Linked DNA regions of Sus scrofa: all the other regions are linked to region 2. Evidence: chromatin contacts called from public Hi-C and HiChIP or PLAC-seq data. All regions are on one chromosome and are shown on one strand. Each heading gives the region's core, a stretch centred on a gene start, on an enhancer-like site or on the middle of the called end of the contact. The rest is flanking DNA. Distances are from core to core; before and after follow the strand shown. Region 1 holds the start of RAD23B (UV excision repair protein RAD23 homolog B). Region 2 holds the start of KLF4 (Kruppel like factor 4). Region 3 has its middle 130 kb from the start of KLF4.

Region 1 (4,241 bases), core at 373-2,872, 160 kb after region 2:
CAAGAGTTTACAGAAGAGAATCAAAGTTTTTATCTTCCTTTTTCCTCTCCTGAAATGCTATTTGTGGGTTGGGGGAGGGTGCAGAGTTCCAACTCCTACAAATTCAAGACTTCTAACAGAGGGGACTGGTTAATCTAGAGCTGAGTTCGAACCTGGATTTGAAGGGCTCTAATACAACTATCTTCACCACCAAAGAGGCCTCAAAGTGCAATCTACATGTGGGTGTGGGTTCGATGGCGGGAGACCTGCAGCGAAACGACTCAAAATATATGCAAATAAAAGCGCCCCCAATTCTGCGGGGAAGGGGGCAAAGAATGCATTTTCACCACTCACCTCTCGCTCTGCGGCAAACGGAACCTGACACTTTTTTTTTAAGGTTAATTATCGCCGGTCTGCACCTCCTAGACCTTAGCGCCTAACCAGATCCACGCAGAAATAGTGGCGACACCTAAATCTCCCTCCCCCACCTGTGCATCCACACCAGGGAGCTCGGCTAGACCGCTGAAGCAGCCCTAAGCTTCCCTCCCCCTCAAGCCCCTCTGCCGGGAGGGCCCAGGCCCAAGCCTCCGGTGCCCTGCAGGCATGTGCTCCACGCCGCCAGGGCTTCAGTTTCGGCCACTGCTTCCCCTTACTCCTGACACAAAGCCCAGAGCCAACTCCCAAGGTCCGGTCGGCCACACGCCGCAGGGCCCCGGGGCCCTGCCCGCGCCCGGGCCCGCAGGCCTCAGCCAGCGTCGGGGGCCCGAACCCCCGTTCACCGCGCCCTCTCGAGTACACCGGGGACCCTCCCAGCTCGGGCGCGCCGCCGGGCCCCGCTCTGATATAGGCCGGGACCCCACGAAAGGCCTCGCAGCGCCGACCTCCGCCTAGGCCTGGCTGGCCACTCGCGCAGCTGCCGCGTCCCGGGCCCCGCGCTCCCCGCTGCTCTCACCGTCTCCTCGGGGTCGATGTCGATCTTGAAGGTCTGCTGCTGGAGGGTCTTCAGGGTGATCTGCATGGTGCCGCCGCGCAGCTCCGCTGCCGGGCCTGCTCCGGGTGCTGGCCGCTGGGCGGGGTCTGTGGCCTGGCGGGGCCCTGGGGTCGCCCGCGCTCCTCGCGCACTCGGGAGGAAGGCGGTGGGGGTGGGGGCTTGTCACATTCGCCCTGCAGAGCGGCCTCTCCCCCAGCCCTGGTCCTGGGCCGCGCCGCTGCCTCCGCGACTGCGGCTTTCCTCGCGAGCTCGGGCTGCAGTGCTTCTTCACACGCCTGGCGCCAGCCTCAAGGTCTACAGGAGGTTCAAGGGGCTATGCGAAACCAGCAGAGAACCCGCTAGCTCACCACAGACTGGTGGCCGCCATCATCGTGACTCGCCGAGACGCGCCCCCTCCCCCACCCGAAAAACCTGGGGGATGGGGCCGCACTGTCGGAGCGCGCAGGCGTAGGGTGCGGCGAGCCTGTGCGCAGGCGCAGCCGAGAACTCCGCCCCGGAATTGGGGCGGGGCGGATTACGGCTCTGGAATGTCGGCGTCCTGGATCGCGCGTGCGCAGGCGTAGTCAGTGGGGCGCCTCGGGGGCTCTCGGGGCTTCCCTGTCGCGTCGGCTGCCGGGGGCGTTCTCCCGCCCTCCGCCGCTCCGCCTACGTCCAGACTCCGCCCGGTAGCTTGAGTTGGGCAATCTGTAGCCGAGGAAGCGCTACGTGGAGACCGGACTAAGTGGATGCAGAGCCCTGGAGCTGGGCAACTAGAGGGCGGTAGGTCAGGGCGGGGTTTAAATGAAACAGCCACAGTAGTGAGCCGGCGTTTACTGGGCGCTTGCTGTGTGGCCACTGATTCTATTATCCTGAGAGCGCTGACTTCAGCACCAGACTGCCTTGATGGACCTTGGGGCTAAATACAAGGTCAAATTATATCACTTCCCTGGGCAGAACTGTCCAGTGGGTACTCATCGCACCCAAAGTAAAAGTTCTTAGGACTGGATACACAGCCACTTCCTCGCATATATCCTGACTCTCATGGCAGATGCACTCAGCTGAGGGCCTGCCTTTTCGCTCGCTGTTTCCGTCCCTAAGTCTTCTTTCCCCAGGTACCTGGGTGGCTCACTGTCTCTCCCTTCTCGGGGAGGTCTGCTGTGGATACTCAACGTAAACCGCAATTTCCCTAACCACATTACCCTGCTGTGTGTTTTGTTTTGTTTTGTTTTTTTTCTATAGCATTTATCTTCTAATTACCATAAATGTAATATTTATTAGATTTATTATCTTTCTCTCTTCTGTAAACACAGACAAGCTGCACAAGGGCAAGGGTATTGTTATATTGCCTGATGTACCCCCAGCACGAAGAAACATGCCTGGCATGTAATGTAGGCACACAGTAAATATGTGTGGAATGGGTAAATATGCTTTCTGTTTCTCATCAGTAAGCTGAGAGTAATAACAGCACTCAGTTTCATTGATTATTGGAGAAGAGGTGTTGAACAATGTATACAGTAAAAATCTTAGTGGCAGGAACATAGTAAGCAGTTCATAAAGAGATAGCTATTTGTAGTATGCCCATTTACAGATAAGAAAACTTAAGTGTAGTACCCGGAATCACCCACCTGGTGAGTGGCGGGTCCAGAATTTGAACCCAAGCCGAATGACTCCAGACCCTGGGCTCCTAAGTGCCTGGCTGTTCTGCCTCTTAATAAAGTGCCATCTTGCATATTTGACTTAAAGTAGTTCAAGTGTAAAGTTACAATTAAGTCACTAGCTGTGTGACTAATTGCAAAGGACCTCTCTGGAGCAGCATCTTCACTGATACAATGTCATTGATTGGTTTTCTGTAGATTGTAAGAGCTCAGGTATAATTCTTCCATGGAACTTTGCCTGATCAACTTCCCTCTCCTTCAGCTGTCCCACTGCCCCCTTCACAACACGTATCTCCCTGTGTTATAATTCCATATCTAAACCTTGGCTTTCCGTCTTCCTGTATATCTACTGTTAATCACCAGGTGATCTCATCACGTCCTTTGTTTTGAAATACTTCCAGCCTGGACCTTTAGCTATAGATAGAATTAGCCAATTGCCTACGTAATATCTTTACTTGAAATATAATGGAGTTCTTGCTGTGGCACAGCAGCTGTGGCTATAGCAGCTTGGATTGCTGAAGAGGTATGGGTTCTATCCCCAGCCCAGCGCAGTGGGTTAAAGGATCTGGCAGTTGCTGCAGGTGTGGCATAGGGCACAGTTGCTCAGATTCAGCCCATGGCCCAGGAACTTCCATATGCTGCAGGTGTGGCCATTAAAAAAAGAAGAAATATAATAAACCTCCGAAACTTGACACGGCCAAGCAGCACCATTGATTCCTTCTGGACCTCCCTTCCCCCCCTGAAATCTCTCCCAGTTTTACCCCTTCCTAATTCATGGCACCACCATCCACCCAGGTGCTCAGACCAAAAATCTAGTCATCATCCCTGATAAATTTCTTCCTTCCTTTCCTCCTACCACCCCTGACCACCACATCTAATCCATTATCAAGTCCTGTCAACTTTATTCTCCAAATTATATCCCCAGATCAACCATTTCTCACCATTTCTACTTCCACAACCCTAGGTTAATCCATTGTTATCTTCCACCTGCCTCCCAACTGGCCTCCCCACTTCTACACTTTGAACCTCTCCAGCAGTCAGAGTGGTCTTTTTTCAAATATAAATCAAAGCATGTCGCATCTATTCCTAATACCTAATTATACTCTGAGAATAAAATTTGAATTCTTTACCTGGCCTAGGGGAGCTCACATGATCTGACTCTTGCCAAACCCTTTGGCCTCATCTCTTCTCTCTCTCTCTCATTCCCTGTCATCCCACCTTCCTTTCATCCCTTGAACAGGCCAAGATGGTTCTAGTCTCTGGGCCTTTGCAGTAGAGGTTACTTCAGCTTGAAACTGCCTTCTCAAATCTTTAAACCACTAACTCCTTTTCATTATTCAGGGCCCCAGTCATGTTTTCCTTCCTCAGAGAGGACTTCTTCCACAACTTTTTAAAAAAATTATTGGAGTATAGTTGATTTATAATGTTGTGTCAATTTCAAGCATACAGCAAAATGATTCAATTATATATATGCACATATCCATTCTTTGTCAGATTCTTTTCCCATGTGGATTATTAAGTAAAGTTCCCTGTGCTATTCAGTAGGTCCTTGTTGGTCATTTATATATAGTAGTATGTATATATTAATCCCAAACTCCTAATTTATCCCTCCCCCCATGTTTCCTATTTGGTAACCG
Region 2 (4,229 bases), core at 101-2,600:
CGCTCCGCGGAGAGGGGAGTAGGGCGGAGGCCTGTGTGCGCCTGAATCCAACAAAAACACCTCGCAAGCCTACGTTTAGAAAGCGATACCTAACACCACACTCACGTTTTTTTAAAAAAAGCACTGCTTGCAGAGAAGATGAGAGCGAAAACATTTCCCGGCTGGAAAAGTACTGATCACAAACTAAGGGGAGGGGGGTGGGGAGGCAGAGTTATAAGACTGAAATAACGATCGCAGTTTCCTCTTCTCTTCCCGGTGGGCAGTGACAGCCGCCGCGGGCTCCGTGTGACCTTATCAGGAACCGGGGTTCCAATGCGTCGCTCCACTTTCTGGCATGGGGCCACTTTCCAGCCAAGTCCCTTCGGTGGGCTTGACCGCTCGAGACAAGGGAGCGAGTTGCCGGTTGACCTTTACCTCGCCACTTCACCTCTTTATGACTCAGTTTTCTCATCCATAAAATGGAAAGGACAGTGCGTGGCTTGCAAAATGCTTTGAGATTCCTGGTTGAAGGTATCTCCGCGCCTCACGCCCCTCTTCCCTCCCCCACCTCACGAAGTGAATTTTGAGACTTTCCCGTCCCTTCCTCTCTCCTTCAATAATATCAAAACCGTAGCTCCATTTCCCATTCTGGTCTTTTACAGCCTTTTCCAGGCGGAACACCCCTCCGGCCTTCTCAGGCTCCCAGTCTTCGCCTTGCCGTCCTGGGCTTCCATCTCGACCCCCTACCCGCGACCCGGCAAAAGTGCCAGCGAAGAGCCGTGTGACGCCAGGCCAAGGGCCCGCAATGGCACTCAGGGACTAGAGCCGGGCTCCTGCGTGCGTAAGAGAGGTACGAGCTCTGGATGAGTCACGCGGATAATCGCGCTCTTCTCTAGGGCGCAAAGTGCGCGGCGAGCGCTCACCCGGGCTGTGGTAGTGGCGTGTTACCGTCCCCCTTCGCCCCCAGCAGCCTTCTCGGCCGCAGGCTTCGAACCTGGGGAGCTGCCCGTGGCGACGCCGACTGTCCTGGTCGCGCGGCGACCGGACCTGCGCCCGGTATACCCAGCGCCTGAGCCACTGCGCCACCGCCGCCGGCGTCAGCGCGGCTCCTGCCCGCCAGCTGCTGGGCTGGCGTCACGGCCCGCCGTGCCCCGCCGCGCCCCTCCTTCCTCCCCGCCCCACGTGCGCCAAGTTTGTTTATTTAGCTGCTATGGCAACGCGCGGGGGGGGCCGCGCAAGGGAGGGGAGAAGAAAGGGAGGGGGCGGGGCCTGGCGGCGGGCCCCTGCGCACAGCGGGTAGGAGGCGGGGGGAGGGCGGGAGCCAAGAAGTTATAAGTAAGGAGCGCGCGGCGGCCGCCGGCAGTTCCCCGGCCGAGACAGCGAGCGCGGCTGCGGGCGCGCGGGGAGCAGAGGCGGTGGCGGGCGGCGGCGGCACCGGGAGCCGCCAAGTGCCCCTCCCCGCCCCTCCGGCCCCCACCCACCCACCCACCTGCCCGCGGCCAGCGCCCATGGCCGCGCGCGCCCCGCGCAGCCCCCCGGACTCCGCGCCCTGCGCCGCCGCCCAGTCCGCAGATCAGCGCCGCCGCAGCCAGTCTCACCTGGCGGCGCCGCCCGCCCGCCACCCCGGCCACAGCCCCAGCACCCAAGGCCATAGCCGCGGCGACCGCGACAGCGGTGGGGGACACTGCTGAGTCGAAGAGAGCGCAGCCCGGCCACCGGACCTACTTACTCGCCTTGCTGATTGTCTATTTTTACGAGTTTACAACTTTTCTAAGAACTTTTGTATACAAAGGAACTTTTTTTAAAGGCATCTCTTTTATATTTAATCCAAAGAAGAAGGATCTCTGGCAATTTGGGGTTTTGGGTTTTGGCTTCGTTTCTAAGTCTTTTCCCCCTCTTCGTTGACTGGGGTTCGGGTACCCCCGCTGCTTCGGACTTCGGAGGACCTCTGAGGCCCCACATTAATGAGGTAAGTGCGGCGTGGGGGTGGGGGAGTAGGGAGGAGTGAGGACCGGTGGGACCCGCCAGAGCGGCCGTCAAGAGTGGCCCCTGACTCAAGCCTCTGTGCTCCCCACCCGGCCCGCAGGCAGCCACCTGGCGAGTCTGACATGGCTGTCAGCGACGCACTGCTCCCGTCCTTCTCCACGTTCGCGTCCGGCCCGGCGGGAAGGGAGAAGACACTGCGTCCAGCAGGTGCCCCGAATAACGTGAGTGTTGTCACGGGCTGTCGGGAACCTCTAGTGGGCTTCTGTGGGTGGGGTGGGGACGGGCGGAGCCCCGGGGTCACCCAGAACCCCTCCGGACGAGGGGAGGGAGTAGCCACCGCACGGGCTCCGCAGCCTTCCCAGGATGGCTTCCGCGCTCTTGGCTCAGCTGTGCTTGCGTGTGGTCCGGACGGTGTGGAGCCGCCGGGGGCGCACACCGGGCCCGCACACGTCCCGGAGCACGCAAGCGGCAGGGCGGGCGCGCGAGCTACCGGGCGGGAGGTGTCTGTGTCCCCAGACACTGGCTGGGCGGGAGTGAGTTTGGCGCGTAGGCGTCCCCGTGGCGAGGGCGCACCGAGAGAGCTTCGGTGTCCTGATTCTTGGGGCGGCGGGAGCGTCCCCTGGATCTGGCGGGGGAGGGACCCAGGCTGGCGAGCCGCGGCGCGCGCTCACAATCCATGGGGCAGACACAACATAACATCCTCCATATACACGCACCGTTTCTCTTCAGACCCAGCCATGATTTCGACGCTGGCACTCTTAGTTCCCAGGCGCTTCCTGCCGGCCAGGTCCCCACGTCTAGGCGGTGTAGGCGCGGCCAGCCCACCACTACGTCGGGCGGCAGTTAGGGACTGCACTGACGGTATCTCTTGTCCTGTCCCGGCAGCGCTGGCGGGAGGAGCTCTCCCACATGAAGCAAAGACTTCCCCCGGTGCTTCCCGGCCGCCCCTACGACCTGGCGGCGGCGACCGTGGCCACCGACCTGGAGAGTGGCGGAGTCGGCGCGGCTTGCGGCAGTAGCAACCCGGCTCTTCTACCCCGGAGGGAGACGGAGGAGTTCAATGATCTCCTGGACCTGGACTTTATCCTCTCCAACTCACTGTCTCATCAGGAGTCAGTGGCCGCCACCGTGTCCTCGTCGGCTTCAGCCTCATCCTCTTCCTCCCCATCGAGCAGCGGTCCCGCCAGTGCGCCCTCCACCTGCAGCTTCAGCTATCCGATCCGGGCTGGGGGCGACCCGGGCGTGGCACCGGGCAGCACTGGAGGCAGCCTCCTCTATGGCCGGGAGTCTGCACCTCCCCCGACAGCTCCCTTCAACCTGGCAGACATCAACGATGTGAGCCCCTCGGGCGGCTTCGTGGCCGAACTCCTGCGGCCTGAATTGGACCCAGTGTACATTCCGCCGCAGCAGTCGCAGCCGCCAGGTGGCGGGCTGATGGGCAAGTTTGTGTTGAAGGCATCGCTGAGTGCCCCCGGCAGCGAGTACGGCAGCCCATCGGTCATCAGTGTTAGCAAAGGCAGCCCAGATGGGAGCCACCCGGTGGTGGTGGCGCCCTACAGCGGTGGCCCGCCGCGCATGTGCCCCAAGATCAAGCAGGAGGCTGTCTCCTCGTGCACCGTCGGCCGGCCCTTAGAGGCCCACTTGGGCACTGGACCCCCTCTCAGCAATGGCCACCGGCCGCCTGCCCACGACTTTCCCCTGGGGCGGCAGCTCCCCAGCAGGACTACCCCAACCCTGGGTGCGGAGGAACTGCTAAGCAGCAGGGACTGTCATCCTGCCCTGCCGCTCCCCCCGGGCTTCCATCCCCACCATGGGCCAAACTACCCACCCTTCCTGCCGGATCAGCTGCAGCCGCAGGTCCCACCGCTCCATTACCAAGGTCAGTCCCGGGGAATCGTAGTTGGGGCTGGGGAGCCCTGCATCTGCCGGCCCTCTGGGGCCCACGGAATGGTGTTGACCCCACCTTCTTCACCCCTAGAGCTCATGCCACCTGGTTCCTGCATGCCAGAGGAGCCAAAGCCAAAGAGGGGGAGAAGGTCGTGGCCCCGGAAAAGGACGGCCACTCACACTTGTGATTACGCGGGCTGCGGCAAAACCTACACGAAGAGTTCTCATCTCAAGGCACACCTGCGAACCCACACAGGTAGGAGGATAGAAGCTGGGGGGGGGGGACAGGGGGTTGGTGTCCAGCCTCATCAGCTAACTATGGAGACTCCTTGGGGCCTCTCTTGGGATGTGGGGCACAGTCTATCTTCTCCATCTCC
Region 3 (4,430 bases), core at 44-2,543, 130 kb before region 2:
TGGGTAAAGTTGGACATAAATCATTCTTTGAAAAGGTGTCCGTGGGTGCCTTTGGTTGGAGGGGCTCAAGCCCTTTCCAAACATTGCCTCATTAATCCTGGCAAACACCAGGAGAGAAAGCCTGGATAGGCGGCACCTTTTGTGTCACTGAACAGATGAGACCTGGCCTCAAACTTAAAGACACAGGCAGGTTCCAGGTGGACTAGGACAAGGCCCTGCTGGCTGGTGTTAGCTATGCGTGAGTTGTGGGGAAGGGGAGTGAGGAATGAGTGTGTGTGTGTGTGTGTGTGTGTGTGTGTGTGTGTACTCTCTGTGTGCTTTTAGTTTTCCTAATTGTCTCAAACCAGGAAAAGAAAATGAGGCCGCAGCCCTGGAGGCTGGGTGACATGTTATGAGGAAGTCTTATCTTCTTTGAAAATGCCAGATTTTGGCAAAGATTGAATCCCCTTTTCTTGGCAAGCTTGTCCTTGGTAAATGCTTCCTGTTTATTTCAGCCCCTCCACATGCGTGGACATTACTGCAACGGTGCAGTTCTAACCTGAAAAGCGGAATCAGGAAGGGGACTGGGAGGAAGAAAGAGCAAACTCCAACAAGGGATGCTGGAAGTGTCATTTGCTGCCTTGGGATTGATGTGGGTGTTGAGTCCGGTTTGGTATTTCAAAGTCAAGGAAAGATCTAAAAGTACCAGTGCCTTAGAAATGTAAAATACTTGATACGGTCGCTCCTTTTCCTTCTTTGTGAAAAGGAAAAAGAAATAAAAGAGAAAGAGATCGAAGAAAGAAAAAAAGAAGAAAGGACAGAAAGAAAAGGAAAAGGAAAAGAAAAAGGAAAGGGGAAAAGCGAGGCAGAGGCGATGGCGAGCGCAGAATCGCGGGATCCCGGCTCCCTACCCGGGAGAGCGGAACACTTTCCTCCGCGGCCGCGGGCTCGGAGCTTTTAAGGGTTTCTAATCCTGGAAGGCTGTCTGACATCACCCCGTTTCTTGTCGGCTGATGTTTCGTACAAGCCTCTCATTTCCTCAGTGTTTTCAGAGCACCAATTACTGCAACAATCTCGTGTTTATGTTTGCTCTCTCTCCTGCCTCGCTGGCCCTACGCCTGGAGCCTTTGCCGCTTTCCGACGCGGGGAGCCCAAGGGGGCTGGGTGGGGGGGAGCGGGAGGGGGGAACCTGGATCGGGCACTGCAGAAAAAGGGAGGGGTCCCCCTTAATTTTTTTTCATTGACTTCAGCACCATGTGATCAGGAAGTCTGGCCTCCCTCCATTTCCCCTCCCGACTAAAGGGAAACATTGTGTAGCAGCCGCCGCGGCCACTGGTGGGATGGTCTTCGCCGCCTGACGTAGGGAGATAAAAATAACCGGCATATTTAAGGCCTGAGCAGGAATCCCGGCGCTCACACGCGGCCTGGTCAGTTCCCGAGGCCGGCTGGGCGCGGGGCCTGCGGGGAGGCCCGCGCGCTCCTGCGCGCACCGGAGCGTCGCGAGGGCCAGCGCCGGCGACCTGGGGACCCGGGCCCACCACCCAGGCCAGCCGAGCCTCGCGGAGCCCCGGAGAAGCCGGCAAGAGCAGCCTGGCTCGAGCGCGCTGGGCTGGGCATGGGTTCTGGGTCCTGCCTCCCTGGAGACGGGAAGGAAGGATGCTGTGGCAGAAGGAGGGTGGCGGGGAGCCCGAGGGCACACACAAGCTGCCGCTAAAAAAGCCTGCCTGTCCTACACACCATGGTACCCACTCTTTCTCGTCAAATCCCCCCTCTCCAGCCCCTTGAAATGCTGGAACTGCATCCTGCAAAGCAGGCCTGGGAACAAACAAGAATCAGCCTCCTACACTCCAAAATGGGACAAATCCTTGCAATGTCCAGCAATTTCAGAGGCGAATACAGACTTCCTAGAAGCATGCTATCCAGCCACGCTACAGATTTCCTCAGAACTCCTCACCACTGCCCTCACCTCTGACCTGTCCAGGGACCAGCAAAATAGAAAAGGAGGAAGTGCCCCCCTCGATGAGCCCACGTCCCTGTCTCAGCAGCACAGACACGGTGAACAGTACATGACCCTGTCTGCCATCCCACTGTTTCCTCTTGCGTGCATTCATTTAAACCTCACCAGGGAGGTTCCATGACCCCTATTTTACATGAAAGGAAACTGAGGCTCGGGAGACATGGAATGGTTGCCCAGTGCACGCATGGGCATTGCTTCCCTGAGCCTTAGTCGCCTCCCTTGACTGCATTCACACAGCAGCATGGATGTATCATTCTGGAAACCACCTTTCTTCTGTGCCTCCTACCCCCTAAATAAAATGAATACCAAGCAAAACAGTGGTGGTGAGCTTTCCTGCTGATCTGTGAAATAACAGTTCTGCCCTTGCTCTGGGCCACAGAGAAGTTTTGATTTCAATTAATAATGGGAAATCTCCCAGCCTTCTGATGTCTAAAGGAGCAAGATATTTCAAGATTTCTGGCAGAGTTTTTCACCTGAGCCCAACGTGCTGATGAAAGATGAAATGACACCCTTAATTGTTTTGGCATTGCAGAGATAACGCAAAGCTATTATCTGGGTGGAAAAGGCAAAGATGTTTCATTTAGGGAAAAATCAGTAATTTTCTCACACATGAGGATCGAGACTCCAGGGCTGAATCCCTAAAACAATGCCTGATATTTAAAGCATTCAACCCGTAATAGTTGGACCACATGAAGAGGTTATGGGAATGTGAGGGACAGCTCTCAGAGACAGATTGGGTTATACGTGTTTGTCTTTGATGACTGCAGAAGCATGATCCCATTTAACCCTCAGGTAACTCTAGGAGGTAAGCATCATTATTATCCCTACCTGGCATATAGGGACATTATAGCACAGAAAGAATTTACCCAAAGTAACACAGTTAGAAAGTGCTAGAGCTGAAATTCGAACCCAGGGAGTCTGACTCCAGAAGCCAAGCCCTTAACCACTAGGGTAAATCCAAAGAGGTGCCCATGAGACGTCAGGGAAAGGGACCTACCATTTACTAAGCATCCCCTCTGACTCAGTTTCCACACTTGCTCCTGGACTGATGGTCCAGCATCACAGGCTCCAGGCCCTCAGACAGATGAGTCAGGAAGCAAGGTGGGACCAGGGGTTCCAAGAAGGCAGCCTCCTCTTCTCTGTTTTTCTAACCCTGACTCTCACAAATGCCTATTCAATTGCCCCTTCTGACAGAAGATTTCTTTGGCCACTGCCAGCCCAGCTGTTCAGTTCCCCTCTCCAACCCCCCAGGGAGACCCCATAGATGACGGCATTAAAGCACCTGTCACACCTTGCTCACCGGCCTGCTCTCCCACTGGTCAGGGAGCATCTTGAGGGCAGCATCAAGGTCTGATTCAGCTCTGTAATCCCAAGTACGAGTCCAGGGCCTGATGGCCACTCCCTGAATGTTTGCTAAATGGTGAAGGAATAGGTACAAGACCTCCACCAGCCTCTTAAAAGTACAGCCAACACCGTAACTCCTAATTTTCTCTCTCATCACCCTTTTCCGTTGCACCACTGAATTTGTCACAATTTGCAATTGAATCTGTTTCCTTCTCCTCCCCCCCAGTAATCCATGAGGGCAGGAACCCTTCCATCTCCCCACTATCGTATTCCCAACATCTAGTAACACGCCACACACATGGCAGACACTCAGTCAATGCTTGTGAAATAAACGAGTGAATGAATGAATGAATGAATGCACCTATACTCCTTGGAGCAATTCTTACCTTTCTCTGTATAACAAGTTTATTCCAAACTATCACAATTGAGCAAAGCCACTTGAAATAATGTCACTGCCCAGATTGTATTCATAAAGTCAGTGCTTTTTGTTTGGTGACCACTGCAAATCCCAGTTTCATCCATATTGATGATAAGAAAGACTTTAAAGGGGGGTTATTGAATGAGGCCCTTCTTCTCATACAATGTGGGCTCCAGTGACCACTATAGTTGGAGCTACACACAGACTCCCTTTATGCCCCTCTGTTTTCATTAGCTCGGGTAACTTGCCAAAGAGTGATCCTTTTGGGCTGAAATTTTCCATGCTGGGTCTTGGCAAAAGGTGAATTTTGGGGGAAAGTTTGAATAAAATCCCTTCAGCCATTTTTTAGTTTGATGAGGGTGAAAAAAAAATACATTTTTTTCTTGCTTTTAATTGAAGACATTTTTAGGACACAGGAAACTCCAAACCAATTGAACTTTGAAAACTTGAAACTCATGTCTAATCCCATTTAAGGAAACTGTGGAAGTGATTGGGGACTCAAAAAAGGTTTTTTTTTTTTTATTTAAAAAAGAAAAACAAAACTAAGAGGTAATTGAAAAATCTCTTTATAGTCTTAGCAATCAGGACATTTTTTCCCACTTGGGCTACATAAGTCTTTCTGTGATTCTAGCAAATTATAAAAGCTCAGAGCTGTTCCGAAAGGATTACAAA

What was found. A called contact is a pair of places that touch in the nucleus more often than the background predicts. HiChIP or PLAC-seq counts read pairs in DNA pulled down with a chosen protein or histone mark.
Region 1: a Hi-C map of liver shows a contact between it and region 2, with 5 times the contacts expected there. The contact joins the promoter of RAD23B here to the promoter of KLF4 in region 2. A contact is called at or near these places in 2 of 47 Hi-C or Micro-C datasets (heart right ventricle and liver).
Region 3: an H3K27ac HiChIP or PLAC-seq map of skeletal muscle shows a contact between it and region 2, with 4 times the contacts expected there. The contact joins the enhancer-like site here to the promoter of KLF4 in region 2. A contact is called at or near these places in 18 of 47 Hi-C or Micro-C datasets (alveolar macrophages, brain, embryonic fibroblasts and 10 more) and 2 of 2 datasets of contacts at active chromatin or transcription factors (alveolar macrophages and skeletal muscle).

The regions. Positions count from the first base shown.
Region 1 is chr1:248,445,372-248,449,612 of Sscrofa11.1, reverse strand. It overlaps RAD23B (UV excision repair protein RAD23 homolog B), which reads right to left and starts at 1,622. Exons shown (of 10, transcript XM_001927866.6): 1 at 932-1,622. The coding sequence starts at 997.
Region 2 is chr1:248,606,695-248,610,923 of Sscrofa11.1, reverse strand. KLF4 (Kruppel like factor 4) reads left to right here and starts at 1,350. Exons shown (of 5, transcript NM_001031782.2): 1 at 1,350-1,948; 2 at 2,066-2,186; 3 at 2,851-3,844; 4 at 3,944-4,108. The coding sequence starts at 1,944.
Region 3 is chr1:248,738,589-248,743,018 of Sscrofa11.1, reverse strand. No RefSeq gene overlaps it. Among named protein-coding and RNA genes, the nearest start is that of KLF4, 130 kb to the right of the region's middle. Within about 2 kb of position 1,293, at least 56 of the 83 cell types and tissues checked have an H3K27ac peak or open chromatin away from gene starts, as enhancers often do. A contact at or near this core is called in alveolar macrophages, brain, liver and 5 more, where this site is marked.